Regions from separate parts of the Mus musculus genome. Here region 1 is linked to region 2. The links are chromatin contacts, called in public Hi-C maps. All regions are on one chromosome and are shown on one strand. The core of a region is the stretch at or near the end of the contact, and the rest is flanking DNA. Distances in the headings are between cores, read along the strand shown.

The links. Hi-C and Micro-C count contacts between places; a contact is called where the count stands out from the background.
Region 1: a Hi-C map of cortical neurons shows a contact between it and region 2, with 2.3 times the contacts expected there. The contact joins the promoter of Ube2e2 here to the enhancer-like site in region 2. A contact is called at or near these places in 7 of 39 promoter capture datasets (the 3T3-L1 cell line, 3T3-L1-derived adipocytes, the HPC-7 cell line and 3 more), 1 of 484 Hi-C or Micro-C datasets (cortical neurons), 5 of 115 datasets of contacts at active chromatin or transcription factors (embryonic forebrain, embryonic stem cells, neural progenitor cells and 1 more) and 2 of 9 other capture datasets (adipose tissue and liver).

The regions. Positions count from the first base shown.
Region 1 is chr14:18,888,976-18,896,390 of GRCm38.p6, reverse strand. Ube2e2 (ubiquitin-conjugating enzyme E2E 2) reads left to right here and starts at 2,620. Exons shown (of 6, transcript NM_144839.2): 1 at 2,620-2,806.
Region 2 is chr14:18,752,850-18,760,514 of GRCm38.p6, reverse strand. The region is part of intron 3 of Ube2e2 (ubiquitin-conjugating enzyme E2E 2); the gene reads left to right. Among named protein-coding and RNA genes, the nearest start is that of Gm22499, 57 kb to the left of the region's middle. Within about 2 kb of position 1,329, at least 25 of the 459 cell types and tissues checked have an H3K27ac peak or open chromatin away from gene starts, as enhancers often do. A contact at or near this core is called in cortical neurons and neural progenitor cells, where this site is marked.

The DNA.
Region 1 (7,415 bases), core at 1,371-3,870, 130 kb before region 2:
CTCCCCTTCTGTAATTCACTTGCACAAAGGCAGACTACTGAGTGCAGGTAGACTTGCTTGTGTATGGATATGGATGTATAACTGACCACTAGGGTTTGGGCAACCTTTCTTGTCCCTGAAGAAAGCCAACCCTCCCTCAGAAGGCTTTGAATCCCTGTAGCTGTTCACCTGGAGGTGGGGCTTGTGATCCTACCCCCATCTATATTGGCATTTTGATCACTGTGGTTCTATGCAGACAGGCACACTTGTGAGTCTATAGGTGCCACATCCCTACTTTGTCCACAAGATGCTGTTTTGCTGCAGCCTTCCATATCTTCTGGTTCCTAAAAAGCATTCTTCGGCCTCATTGTATCTAAATCCTTAGATTTCCTTGTACCCTAAATCCTTAGATTTCCTTAGACTTCCAAGACTCCGGTCTTGGGGTGTAGGGGTTGTGTTAGAGATGCCACATTTTTGTAATAGAGACTCATTGCCATACATATACCTGGGACTTGACTGGCTGTTGCTTTCTGGAATAATGATCAGCAGACATTTTGGACAACAAGATCAGCAGAATTCACTAATGATCTAATGTAGAGTGTGAAACTGACAAGGATAAGAACAGGGAAACCCTGTGAGGCCTGGCTCTCCTCTTCATTCATAGTTATATCCCTACTACCTAGACTCAATAAACAAGAGCCTGGCCCACAGTATTTAGTATTCCTAGAATGAATGATAAGGGTGAATCGGACTTATAGTCCTGTTTTGAACTTTGAAAAATGCCAGCTAAAACATCTGCAGATGGACAAAATGCTGCTGAAACACAGTTTCAACAATGGCATCGAAGCTCTTCAATTCTATTCCCTGAGTGGAAGCTGACATCACAACATCCCCAAGCCCCACTGCCAGTGACAGAACAACAAAACGACTCAACAGTGGCTGGGGCAGAAGGGTGTTTTCTTATGAAACATTCATTGTAAGCCAACAGCACACACACAGAAGCATAGGCTACCAGAGGCAGGATGTAGAGTTCAGTGGCAGAACTTCTGTGCCTGCTTAGCCTGTTGAAGCCCTGGGTCAAATCCCAGCATCAAAACAAAACAATTTTTAAAGGGTTTCAAAACACAGTCAAGGCTCTGCTACTTCTGTATTCTTGAAACATAATCAGAAGAATGGGAATAGGCAAAGAGTTCATGAGGTTAAGACTGTCTATGAAATACTGTATTTGATCATATTCTAAATATGATGCATTTCTACTAATACACTGTACTATGTCGGAAATACACACACCATGAGACAGATTTAAGTGGCCACACAAACCAGAAAACCAGGTTTCACTCATTTCTAACTCTTCCTCTCATACATTCTTGAGCTGACATTCGTAAGGACAAAGGTGCTGTCATTTTTTTTTTCTCAGTAGTCAGTTCCAGGCTAGACATTACTAGCTGCTTTGGGCAGTTTTCAGTGATGTAATTGGTTAAAAGCCAGTTCTTGAATGTATCTCGTGGAAGCATTTTCTGTTCCAGATACAGGTTATGAGTCTTGTATTGCTCTAGTCTCTGGGGTCTTTTTGCACTAGTTGTTTAGGCTGCTTGATTGACTCAGAACTTCACATTCCCATGGTGGCCTATGGCATCTGGTAGGTTGGGTTTCCCATGGTTTCCTATGTATTGGCTAGCACTGTTCAAGTGATTTGGACCATACTTGAAATGGAGGTCTGTCTTTAGCCCTCTCTGCTGAGCAGGACTAGTGCATGGGCTCAGCCACTCCCAAGAATCCTCACAGAAGTTAAGAGTAGTCCTAGATCTCAGCGGTTATGATAGGCTGGAGGTGTTGTGTGTGTGTGTGTGTGGGTGGTGGTGGTGGTGGTGGTGGTGGTGGTGGTGGTGGTGGTGGTGGTGGTGGTGAAGTGAGTTCATGGGCGCTGAGTTAACAAAGCATGTGCAGGTTTTTGTTTTGTTTTGTTTTGTTTTGTTTTAAGTAGCTATTTTGGGCTACAATGACAGGGCAACCTTATATTCCTCAGGCCACCCACAGCATGGCTACTATCCCACCTGTGTCTTTCAGGCACAGTGGCAGCCTCCCACTTGCTCTGATAGTGCTGCCCCCTTCGTCCCGCCCCGCCCTCCCCAGCCTCCCAGAGTGACAGCTAGCAGCCCTGGACAGGACTAGGCACCGCAGGACCTTCCCTGCAGCAGTTAAGGGGTAAAATGTGGCTTCACCCGGGCCCACGCGAAGTTTTCCAACAGCGGTGCAGGTGGGTCCTGCGCGAGCACGAGCTGGTGGTGCAGGTGTGTGTGTGTGTGTGTGTGTGTGTGTGTGTGTGTGTGTGTTCTCCCTACCCCTCATCCCAGTCCGCCGCACTGCACCTTATTGAAGCGCAACCCCACCCCTTAGCCCGCGTGTCCCTTTAATTCGTGCGCTCCTCAAGGTCCTCTCGTCCCTCCCTTCCCGCCGCCGTTGAGCCTCGATTTCCCTCCTCCCTTTCCCTTCGCCCTAACCCGCCTTTGCTCCGGCCCGCCCAGCCCAGGACTCAGCTGTCACTTTACTTTTGCGCGCGCACCTCACAGGTCCTCGAGCGGGCACGCGCCGGCGGGGGCGGGGCTAAATCGCGTCGCGGGCTCGCGGGCGCGACACCGCGAGGCCGACGTGGGGCTCGCGCTGTCGCGGGCTCTCAGGGCAGGCAGGGCGAGCGCGCGCTTGGGAGGGGGCGCGCGCGGACGGCGGGCGGCGGCGGCGGTGGCGGCGGCGGCGGCTCGCGGAGGCGGCGGTTTCACTCCCGGACTCGGCGTCGGAGCCGCGGCTGGAGCGCGGGCGACGCCGCGAGGTGAGTAGGTGAGGGCGGGCGGGCGTGGCCGCGGCCAGAGCCGCGGCGTGGGGCGCGCGGGGACCCCACGCGGCGAGGGCCAGCCCGGCGAGATCCCCGCCCCCGCCGCGGCCTCGGCTCGGGTGCGCGCCCGCGGCCCCGCAGGCCTCCCTGACCCTGCGCGTGTCCGCTGGGGCCCGCGCGCCCCTCCCCCGTCCCGCAGAGTGTGGCCGTCCTTCGCCCACGAGGACCTCTCCCCTCCCCTCCCGAGCCCACCGCAGCCAGGAACTAAGTCTCCGCAAAGTCCAGGATGGATGTCGCGGCGCAAAGTGCCCGGCTGTCCGGAGCTCTTCCCAAATTGCATAATTGCTACAGGAGGTGAGGGTGAGGGAGTACCCGCTGGGTGTGTGCGTGATGCCCCGGGGTGTGGGTTGTCACACTGGTCTTTTGTAATGCCCGATGCTTGGCACAGTTTGGCTCCGAAGCCAGTTTTCCTCTGGCTTCTCTGCAGCACCCACTGGCCTGATTGGAAACTGGATTACCCTTGTCCTCCCACCCCCACCCACCCCCTCTTCGCTACTAATGTTTTGATCCATTTGCCCTTTTCCAATTCTAATGAACATAAAGCCTGGCTTCTTGTGTCTCTTTTTCCACAACTAACCAGAAATGCCCCATCCATCTTCCCTAAAGGAAATTAAGGCCGCATTAGAGAGACATCATCACCCTGGGCTTGGTGGCAGCTCTTGGACTTATTTGCTGATTTGCAAGATTCTTATCCTCTAACCTTGTATTTTGTAATTTTGAGGGTCTACTTGAGTATTTCCATTTTAAAGTACAAAAGAATGTGCTAGGACTTACCTCTGATTACCTTACTGTTTTTAAGATTTTTTTAAAGCTCATCTTAGTTTTAAATCCTTGGATTTTGAAAAGCATGCTCTAGAAATGCAATCTTGGGAATCTAAATATTTGTCTTTCTTCAGGCAGTCAGGATGCTCCTGGGCGCTTGGCAGTCTTGTTTGTGGGTGATGGTGAAGATGGAGTGTTTTCATATGTCATACCTTGAGCTCTTTCCTCTAGGGCACAGCACTTCCCTCAATCAGGTGCTCCACTTTTATTTTCCAAATAAATATCTTTTCAGACACTTGGGAAGCTGGATAGCGCTACAGGTTTGGCGTATAATATAAAGTATTTTATGTTTTGGAAAAGTTCAGAAATCACAAGTAGAAAAACTGGTATGCCAATGCAAGTTCACATTTTCCTGTTGCAGCTGCACAAATGAATACTTGCTTTTCTAAGTTTTTAAAAATCATGACATTTGATGATTTGAATAGTAATGTGGACTTGAGTACTGTTGGTTTCATCGGTGGGATTTGTTTAGATCCGTAAGTTTTTCTGAAACACGCTAATTTCACTCACTATGTGCTGGGAATTTCCAGAGCCTGATGACATCACAGAGCACATAGTCAATAAAGCTCAAAAAGAATGAGTGTGTTTAAATACCTAAATGTAATATGTTTATATTTAGTTAGAAACTAAGGGTTACTTGAATCTGAAGTAAAAATATCACTTTAGGTGTCTTAAGATCTTTGAAACTGTCATTGGAGGATGTATTTGTGTTTAGATCCCTGGAATTTAGCTTCCTTCTAGGTTAGGGAATTAGCTCTTTAGGAATTAATTTTAAAATGCCAGAGAAGTTAATATGTAGAAGTTTTAATTCAGGGACCTACTCATTTTTACTTTAGAGAGACAAGGCACCAATTTTATACATAGTTCATTTGAGTGACCTGCAGAGGATTTCCTCTCATAAGAGTTAATTGTGCCAGAGTACACAATCATGTTGTCCCCTTTTTTCTGTAATCAAGGATTCAGAAAACACTCAGCAGAAAGTCTCTTAAGTCTTGACATTTGAATAGGAGATACAGAGCCTTTGTCTAAATGGTTTTATAATGCTTATCAGTGTTCTCAGGAGGATTTGTCATTTGTACGTAAAGATTTGGATCGGATAAGGTATCTTAGATCAAAAATAGAAATAATTTTTTAAACTGTAAAACTAGAGAAATTATGCTTCTGTTTAGCCATTTAATTGCTTTCTGGGGAAGTGTTCTGGTTGAGCCCAGGCCTTCACATATACGCTTGGCAAGGGCTCTAGAACTGAGCCATACCCCCAGACCTTTAATAGTAGTTTAGTAGTTTAATCTTCTGGTATTCTGAAGTAGTTGAGGAAATTTCAGTTTCAGATTATGGCCCATTACATCATTGCATAGTCTATTCAGTATTATATAGTTTACACATTACTAGGTGTGCACAAAAGAGTATTGAAATGTGTGCACTTCATGACTGATGCAGCACACAGCAGTCACAGCTGTGCTTGCAGTGTAAGGCAACTACTTTTCTAGAGTTCTTGTGTTTGCCATGTGATGGATTGCCTCAGGTTTAGGATACATAGAACAATTTCTCACTGATTTCACATCTCTTAAAAGTTTGCTCACAGTACCCTACCTTGAGAGCATCTAATCCTAAGAATGCTTCTTTCTGTTTCCCTGCTTATACATAAGCCTGCTTAGCTAGCATGCTATATAGCACATACTTACAAGGTTTTTAACTTTAGATATATTTTAACTCAAAGAAGCAAGCTGAGAAAGAATACAAATATTAAATCCAATAATAAGAATGTTAAAGTCAAATAAGAAAACCCAAGAAATATACTCAGGCTTTTAGAGCTAGACATGAAACATAGAGACATAAAATTTCGGTATTCTGTTAAGTGACTTTATTGCTCATAAAAGGTGTCTTAGCCGTGGGGAATGATGCTCTCCACTTACAAGAGAGAGGGAGAGCAGTCTCAATGTCCTGTGAGTGTGTGAGAGCTATTTGGACAGACTTACTGGATGTCATGAACAAAGGGACTAGGGATGAGGATGGTCATGTCATATGTAGTGTCTGTTGATGCTTTATCGCTGTGCTTCCTGCTTCTTCCAGTACTGTGCTGTGCATATTTGTCTTATAAGCTTCTCATAGAAAACTTTCAGTCTGTTAAAGGCCTGCATTTAGAAAAGCTACCATGGTTTTGAATAAACTCTAGGATGAGCTGATGGTGATGAATGTTGATCAGAAGTACTGGGTCATGCCTTTGAACTAGGTAATGATAATAATAAATTGTATTTGAAGTGTCTGTTTTTTGTGTGTACTGAAGTTTGCTCTTGACCATGTCAACAACAGTTTTATTTCAGTCTTAATTTAAGAGTAACCAAAATGGATCCTTTTCAAGAGGACTTTGGATAAAACTCTTTCTCTTTATCTCTTCCCTTCCCCATGTATGTGTGTTTTACCCTTGATGGTGGTGGTGGTGGTGGTAGTGCTGGTGGTGGTGATGACTCTAGTCACAGGCAGTCTCGTTTTTCAAAAGCATGTCTGAGCTGAAGCTATATGATACTCAAAGTGATTACTGGTGACTTGAGGCCCTGTAGAGTCTGAACATGACTTTTGTCAGTTTCATTCTAGGTCTGTCAGCTTGTTAGGTCATACAGGATGTGATAGTAAGGACCAACCTGGGGCTGATTATAATACAATGAGATTGGAGAAGGGCTATCCATTTCTCAGTGCATTTTTGTGTCACTATCTAGGTTATAACGGCTACCTAGGTATCAAAGTATTACGGGAATTGAGTTAGTCATCAGAGCTGCTCCAGGAGCATGAACTCAAAGCAAAGTGAATTCTGAACCTCTAGGGAGATTTCCTCCAGACTGGGAAAAAAGGAATCCTTCAGTGTCTCGGTACACTCTCTATCTGTTGTGCAACATGGTTGCCTAGTCGAGCTGGATCAGAGCCCACACCCTCCTAAGCTTCAGTTCTTATTTAGGATCACATGGTTTCTGTTCTGTTATCACAAAGGTTACTTAAAACAATTTCCCAGCTTAGAGGATTTTAAGCTTGGCTCAGCTCTAAGGATGTATTGATTGGATATTAGCGTGGCAGTACCACTCTCTCTCAGCCCTGTGCCTTTTTACACCGACTTGTCAGGACACTTTGCAGGTCTCTTTACCTGTCTGGACATCTCATAGCTGAGCCCAAAATGCTTCTCCCAGTGCCTATAAAAATTAGGCTCTCAGTCCTTTCTCTCCCCCCCCCCCCCTATTTAAAATACTTATTTTATATTCTGTGTATCGATGTTTGTTTGCATGTATGTCGTGCACCATATATATGCCTGGGTGCCGAGGGAGGCCAGAGAGGGTGTCATATCACCTGGAACTGGAGCTATAGCCCATTGTGAGTTACCATGTGTGTGTTAGGAATTGATTCCAGTCTCTCTGGAAGAGCAGCCAGTTTTCATAACCCCTGAACTCTCTCTCCAACCCCTTCTGGTTTATCTTGTGCCAGTTCTTTTGAGATATAATTTACCTTATAAAAGTAACCCCCTCCATTTTTGTAAATGCTGGCGGTTGAACTTTGCTGAGTGTGCACTGTCCAAAATGCCCCTCCAGCCCCAAGGCTGCCATCTTAAAAGGTATAACTTAGCCTAGGGATTGCAGGTAGCTCAATGGCAGCACCTGCCTATCATGCCAAGATCCTGAGTTGAGTCCTCAGCAGTACAAAGCAAAGCAGAACTCCGAGGCTTTTCTACTATAAGCAC
Region 2 (7,665 bases), core at 80-2,579:
TGAGCATGCTAGAACACCTTGGAGTGGTACTTCCTCTGGGGGCTGTGGGACTGTTCGGTGAATTTGACAAACACACACACACACACACACACACACACATACACACACACACCACACCACACCACACACGGGGTGGGGTGGGGATTAGTATCTTGGCCCCTTCCAGGTAGGTGGGTTTGCCATATCAGCAAATATTTGTTGAATGAGAATGAACTTGGAAAAAGTTTTCAAGTTTTGTAATTAAATGATTGTCTTGTGTATATGTATGTGTATGCATGCACATGAGCCACTGTGTATGTATGTACGTCTCATATCAGTCTGCCTGCCCATCTGCCTGTCAGAGGACAACTTACAGGAATCTGTTCTCTCCTTCAGCCGTGTGGTTCTGGAGATAGAACTCAGCTCAGCAAGCTTGGCAATAACTGCCTTTGTCCTCTGAGCGCTCTCTCTCTCTCTCTCTCTCTCTCTCTCTCTCTCTCTCTCTCTCTCTCTCTCTCTCTCTCTCTCTCTCTCTCTCTCTCACCTAGAAAAAGTGGGTGGGTTGTTTGTCTGTCTGTTTTATTGTTGTTTTTAAAGAAAATTTGTTGGAGAAGAAACTGTAAGGCACTATTGCTGAGAATTTACTTGTGCACACTCCCAGCTGGTAAATTACGTGATGGAAATCATGTCTTCATGCAGCACTAGCAGAGGAGAGAAGACATTTGCCCCAGCTGATTATCCTCCCAGCTGTTCTCACCACACAGGTGCAGTTCTGTCTCTGAATCTGAAGTTCACTGAGAATTGCCCCTGACTTTATAATGAGTTTAACTGGTGGATTGTAGCAAACAGAGAGGGAGATGGGAGCACACTCGAGTCCTGAAGCTGAGTTAGTTGTTCGTTCTTTAGAACTGACATTAAAATCTAGGAAACACTGACACTTAGAGCAGATTAATGACAGTGTTTTACCGAATTCAGCTGCTAACAGTACATTTTTTTAATGTATCATTTTGTTACCTACATTTTACTATATGTGGATTAAAAATAACATCACAAAACATTTTTCAGTTTCAATTGCAGTAATTACCACAAAATCATGTTTTAGATATCATGTACCCAAAAATGAATGTGAATGCCATGCATAATTACAGATTTAATAGTCATGGAAGAAAGTGGGTGTAGGAAGACTGTTGCTGAAGCTTAAGATTACACACATCAAAAATGAGAAACACCAAATGTTGAATTACATTAAACATTTAAATTGCCTTTGAGAATATCCTTCACAGTCCTTTCGGAGCAGCTGCTGTGCTGTATTGGATTCTTTTCAGTTCTGTACCTTAAAGCTGGCAGAGCCTCAGATACTTAGGGCAGATTGACAAAGACTTGAAAAGGGGAGGAGCTCCCAACAGCTGCCCTGGAGGCCTTGTCTCTCTGGAATACAATCTGTTCTAAGGTTATGTTTAGATGCCACTAATGCTGGGTTTCCCTCTCCCTAAAAGGCATTTTCTAGATGTGTTTCTTTTAAAGCTAGTAATAAATAGTGAAAGAAAAGCTGCCATGGTGTTTAGTTTCAACAATGACTAATCTATATGAGACATGGACATATAGTTCTCTTTGTTTGATTAAAATAAAACCTTCAACAATGTGGACACATAGCCTGTGTTTCTTGAATGTGTGTATTGCGTCACTGCATCCCAGTTACACACATGTGATGCAGCACCTGTCATTGCTCCTTTGGGTCCAGAGCTTGCTATCAGGCACTACTGTCACCCCAGCATCTGCAGCCTGCACAGTGGCACTCTCCTCCACATTGAGACATGGCTTCCTGTGTAGGACAGTGGGCAGTCCATGAGTGTAAAGCACCTCTGTGATCAAGAGTCTTGATGTCTTAGCTGCCAAGTTCCTGTTTATTAAGACATTCTGTGTTTCACTGAAGATTGTGCCATGCAGAGCATATAATAATATGTTCTCGTTTAAGTGCTCCAAGCTAGATAGTTTTTCCTCTAACATTATTAAACTTTAAAAATGCACTGATAACACTACAAGCATATGGGACTTCTCTATATTTTCAGAATTTTTAAAGTTGTCATGAACAACCATTGGAAAAAATACTTTATTCATTATTTATTTTAAAAATTACAAGTGTGTGTATGTGTGTGTGTGTGTGTGTGTGTGTGTGTGTTTGTGTGTGAGTGTCAATGTGAACATATGTGTATGGATGGCTAGTCGAGGATCCAGGCAAGAGTGCTGGATCCTCTGGAACAGGAGTTACAAGCAGTTGAATTACCCAACATAGATGCTGGAAACTGAACCCTGCTCCTCTGCAAGGACAATTTGTTCTTAATTGCTGAGCCAGCTTCTCCTCCCTACTTGGTTAATACCTTACTGTTTGACCTGCTTTCTATAAGAGAAGAAACAGGAACTTCAGCTACCATTAAGAAGAGCCGATAAGTGAGGCATGCTGGCACTAGCCTGTGATCCCAGCACTCAGAAGGCTGGAGCAGGAGGATCCTATATTCAAAGCTAGCCAGGGCTACATAGTAAAACCCTCTCTGGAACAGAATAGAATAAAAGCCCATAAGACAAAGGTTTATTACTACTGATGCTCCCTACAAAGAGGACGCTTAACCATAGGTTGGAAGTTTCACAATAGGCCAGGCTTCTTGGTACTAGAAAGGATTTTGAGATTTTTCCAAAGCTAAGTGAGATTTTTACAAATGTATTTGTTTGTATTTTATGTGGTTAAATATTTGCCTGCATGCATATATGTACACCATGAGCATCATGGCGCCCATAGGGACAAAAGAAGGCATGGGAACTGTAGAACAACAATTAACAGGCAATTGTGTACTGCCATGTTAGTTTTGGATCTGAACCAGGCTTTCAAAATCAGCAAGCGCTCTTAATCTCTGAGCCATCCCTCCAGTTCCCAGAACGGAGTTTTTACCTAACAGAGAACATCTTTGGAGAAATAAGTGTGTCATAATTATAAGGAGAAGCACAGTTTTAGATACCATGAAAAAGTCTTTGCCCTTCTAACATCTAGGTAGGCTGAACTATATAGGAAGAATGGGCTAGGCTCTGTAAGAAGCCTAGAGTGCTAAGATGGAGCTGAGATCCTGCAGCCTCCCTGGCCTCTGTGCTACCTAGATAAGTCTCAGAAAGGACAGCAATTGCTGAAGCTTCAGTGTGGTGTTTAGTTTCTTTAGTGTGGACTACAAAAGATAGCAGCCTTTCCGTAAGTTCTGTTGGGCTATATGTTTAAGTTAGTGGTTCTTAACTTGTGCATTGAGACCCCTTTTGGAGAATAAACTGTCATAAGGGTCACCTAAAACCATCAGAAAACACAGATATATACATTATGATACATAACAGTAGCAAAATTATAGTTATAAAGTAGCAAAAAAAAATAATTTTACAGCTGAAGGTCACCACAACATGAGGATCTATATTAGATCAACATGAGGTCACAGCATTAGGAAGGTTGAGAACCAGTGGTTTAAGTATTCAGGTCCTTGGTACCTAGTATATGTTAGGTAGATTAAGGGTTTTAAAGGGACACTATTGCCTAAGTTATATGGTAGAGTTACATTTCAGAGGTTTGAAGCATTCAGGTCCATTCAAGCCTTTGGTTCTCTGGAGATCTCTCAGTCAGCAGCTACTATTTCATAAAATAAATATCAACTAGTGAAATCTTCCAAGGAATAGAGAAAATAAGTATGGGAAGTCTGACCTGTGATCCTGCTGACTCTGTGATCTGTGAACACACATGGATCTTACCTGTGGCCCCTTCTGACTGCGTGCTATGTAGACACATGGGTCTGACGTGCAGCCCCTCTGACTCTGTCATCTGTGACCACAAAGTTGTCACAGGTACAAATTCTTCCTTTGAAACAGACCTTCAAAGACGGAGGAATCCACATAGAAGGAAAAGAGAAAACTCATGTCAAAAACATGTGACAAGAACATGTTTTCCAAGTAGCCTTTGTGGCTCTGTCAGAGCTTCTGTGTTTTTGTTTTATTTTGTCTTGTTTGTTGTTGTTGTTTGTTTTTTAATGACAGACAAGCCTGTTTAAATGTTCCTATAAAGTATGAACTTGCTCAAAGCCAAAACAAAACAAGTATAGGAAAATAAATAAATATAAAACAGTTTTGCTTGTAATATTTCCAAAGCCAGTGCTGCTTGAGGATATATATAAGCCCTGCTAATAAAATACTCTAAAATTTTGAGTATATTGTCATTGCAACATGTTCTGTGTAACAAACCTCTATTTAAAAAAAAAATGAAAGCTTTTTAATAACGCCATCAAAGATACTTTTGGGGGTAGGGGTTAACACCCTGAAGTAATAGTTGTGACTTTGGGGATTTAAAAATATAGCCTGTCAGAATTAAATTATACGTCTGAAGACAATTGCAGTTTCTATTTGTTTACATCCATCTCTTCTTTTGTAAAGCAGTTGTTAGGACACAAAGAAAACTGAAAACAAGACCTGAGTACTTAGTTTTATTTTTGTTTAGCAAAGGCAGAACAGCACTTCTTAGGTTCAGGTCACCATGCAGCAGACTACCCTAGCTGACACTGCCTGTACCAGAACCCATTCCTTATGTATGCATCCTTGCTCTTTTAATCTTATAACCCTGTGGTAATTGAGACTCACAGATATTAATAAAATATTAAATACATATCTAAGAAATTTTCCAAGGGTGTATAGTGAGTGGTGAACGCAAAGGTGGGCCCAGGTGCATGTTCCCTTCACTCACTGTGAAGGGTTAAGGTCAGAGCAGAAGGACCAGAGACAGAAGGTGATAGAGACAGGTCACTGTGTGGTCCCAGTCTCTCATTGTCCAGACAGATGGATGACTTTTGGGTTGATATTGTGTTTCAGACTCCTTTAGGACTATGCTGGTGTTGCCAAGGATGGGCAGACACTGGTCCTGCCAGCCTTAGTGCTACCATCTGCTTTTGAAAACCTGTGTCTGGCAGATTTTGAGAAGATCAGGTGGTAAGATAGATGAGGTTTATGTCAAGCTGCCCTGAGTCTTGGATCCTCAGATAGTAACCTCAGGGGACTGGTGTCAGCAACTCTTCAAAACGAAATGCCATCTTCTGGAGCTTCTTGTTCTAATTAAATGAACAGTGATGTCAGAACAACTTCTCACAGCCACTCTAACCAGCATCTGCACCCAGGTAGCTGCTCTGCGGCTAGCATATTTCAAATAGACTTTGATACATAACGTAAACCATCCATGTTAATAAGAAGGACTTGGTTTACTCTTTAACAGAACGTTTCTAATTGTATGTCTTTATCTTCATGTAATTCTTAGCGGAGTTGTCAGATAATTTTGGCTTTATGTGAAATTAATGATTAGGGGCCAGCAAGATTGCTCAGTAGGTAAAGGTACTTACTGATGACTTGAGTTCAATTCCCATGACCCATATGATGGAAGAAGAGAAAAGACTCCCACAAATTGTCCTCTGATCTATACATGAACTCTGTGGCATGTACACACACACACACACACACACACACACACACACACACAGCACAATAAATAATTTTATTAGTTTAAAATTATACTTTCATTGTCAGTAAATAACAAAAATTAATGAAGAATTTTGTTACTTAAAAATTATAGTTCTGGAACCGGTGTTCTTGGTCTGAGCTGCTGCATGGTGCCAGCCACTTCCCTGTAGCTTACAGAACACCCAGGGCTGCCCTTGGGACTCTGCTCTGCTTGCTCACTTGGGCAGGCCCTTGTGCAGCCTTTGAGTGTTACTGGAGGTCAGAAGATACATCCAGCACAGCAGCTCTTAATAGATGGGTTCCTGGGAAAGGAAGCCTAAGCATTTGAATATACCAAGGAGTCTTGATGCAGCAGACCGGTTATTAGTGTTTCAAAGGAGGGTCTGACATCATCCATAGAAGTTTGCATGTGTTTGTACTGTGTGGTAGCAATAAGGAGTTAGTGCTACAATTGCTAGATTTTTTAAAATATGTGTGGGAAGGAGAGCAGTGGGGTTGGGCATGGAAAAGTAATGAGGTGAATAAGTACAAGATACCCTGATAGAAATGAATGGAAGTATCATGATTAGAATGAACCTATCATCTTATAGACTAACAAAGACAGTGTTTAAGAGGACGAAAATATATTCTCTGTCCTCAATCACATTATAGTCATGAATAGAAACAAGGACACCATGCCACATTTTTGTTTTGTCTTATTTTTGATTAACAGGTCTTACTATGTCCTGGCTGGCTCAGAACTTCCTGTATAGACCAGGCTGGCCTCTAACTTAGATATCCACCTGCCTTTTCCTCCCAGGTGCTGGGCTTAAAGGTATGCACCACCGTTTATGACCATGATACCATATCTTAATGACTGTGCTAAAAATGCTACCAGGAGCATGAATGACATAATAGCTTCCAGGGGGTGTGGAATGCTGATCAGGCTCAACTTTCTGAACAAATATATTATTTGTATAATATATACATATACATATGTTTATATATATTAGACTACCAGTTTGAGATTCCAGCTGGATGATTCTTTATGTGACCAAAGAACCTTTATGTGAAGTTATATATTTGAATATAAATTTTGGTTTAAATATTTCAACAGTTTTACACAAGCTTAATCTTATATATTGTCTGAGAATAATTCCATGAAAAAGTTTCTTAAATAGTATTTAAAACTGGGTCCAGACATACAGAGTATAATGTTTAAAAAGCTAAAAATGGAGTAGCTCGGATTTCTTCCAGGCAGCACTTGAACCAGGCCTCCTTGGGCCCGAACTCGACTGACAGTCCCACGGTCTCCAGAGGACTCACCAGCCCACAGGGGCTCTAGCATGCCCAAGATCTTAGGTTCACTGGTGAGTGGAACACAACATCTGTTCCAACAAAATCAGGAGTGCCAGGGGCCAGCTGGAGGACAGACACAGGTACCCTGCCCGACCAGTGGCTTAGGTTCCTTCTGGTCAGCCCTGGTCTACCTTGGTTTCAAACTCAGCAGACAGCTCCATGGTCACCAGAAGAGGTACCACTTACAGGTGTTCTAACAATCCCCAAACCAGCTCATTGGGTACTTTCTCTAGCACCTTCATTGGGGACCCTATGTTCCCTCCAATAGATGACTGTGAGCATCCACTTCTGTATTTGATAGGCACTGGCAAGCCTCACAAGAAATAGCTATATAAGGGTTCTGTCAGCAAAATATTTTTGGCATATGCAATAGTGTCTGTGTTTGGTGGATGTTTATGGAATGCATCCCTGGGTTTGACAGTTTCTGGATGATCCTTCCTTCTCTCTCGCTCCTAACTTTTTCTCTGTAACTCCTACCATGAGTATTTTGTTCCTCCACATTTTCTGTATCCATTCCTCTGTTCAGGGACATCTGGGTTCTTTCCAGCTTCTGGCTATTATAAGTAAGGCTGCTATGAACATAGTGGAGCATGTGTCCTTATTACAAGTTGGAACATCTGGGTATATGCCCAGGAGAGGTATTGCTGGGTCCTCAGGTAGTACTATGTCCAATTTTCTGAGGAGCCGCCAGACTGATTTCCAGAGTGGTTGTACCAGCTTGCAATCCCACCAGCAATGGAGGAGTGTTCCTCTTTCTCCACATCCTCGCCAGCATCTGCTGTCCCCTAAATTTTTGATCTTAGCCATTCTGACTGGTGTGAGGTG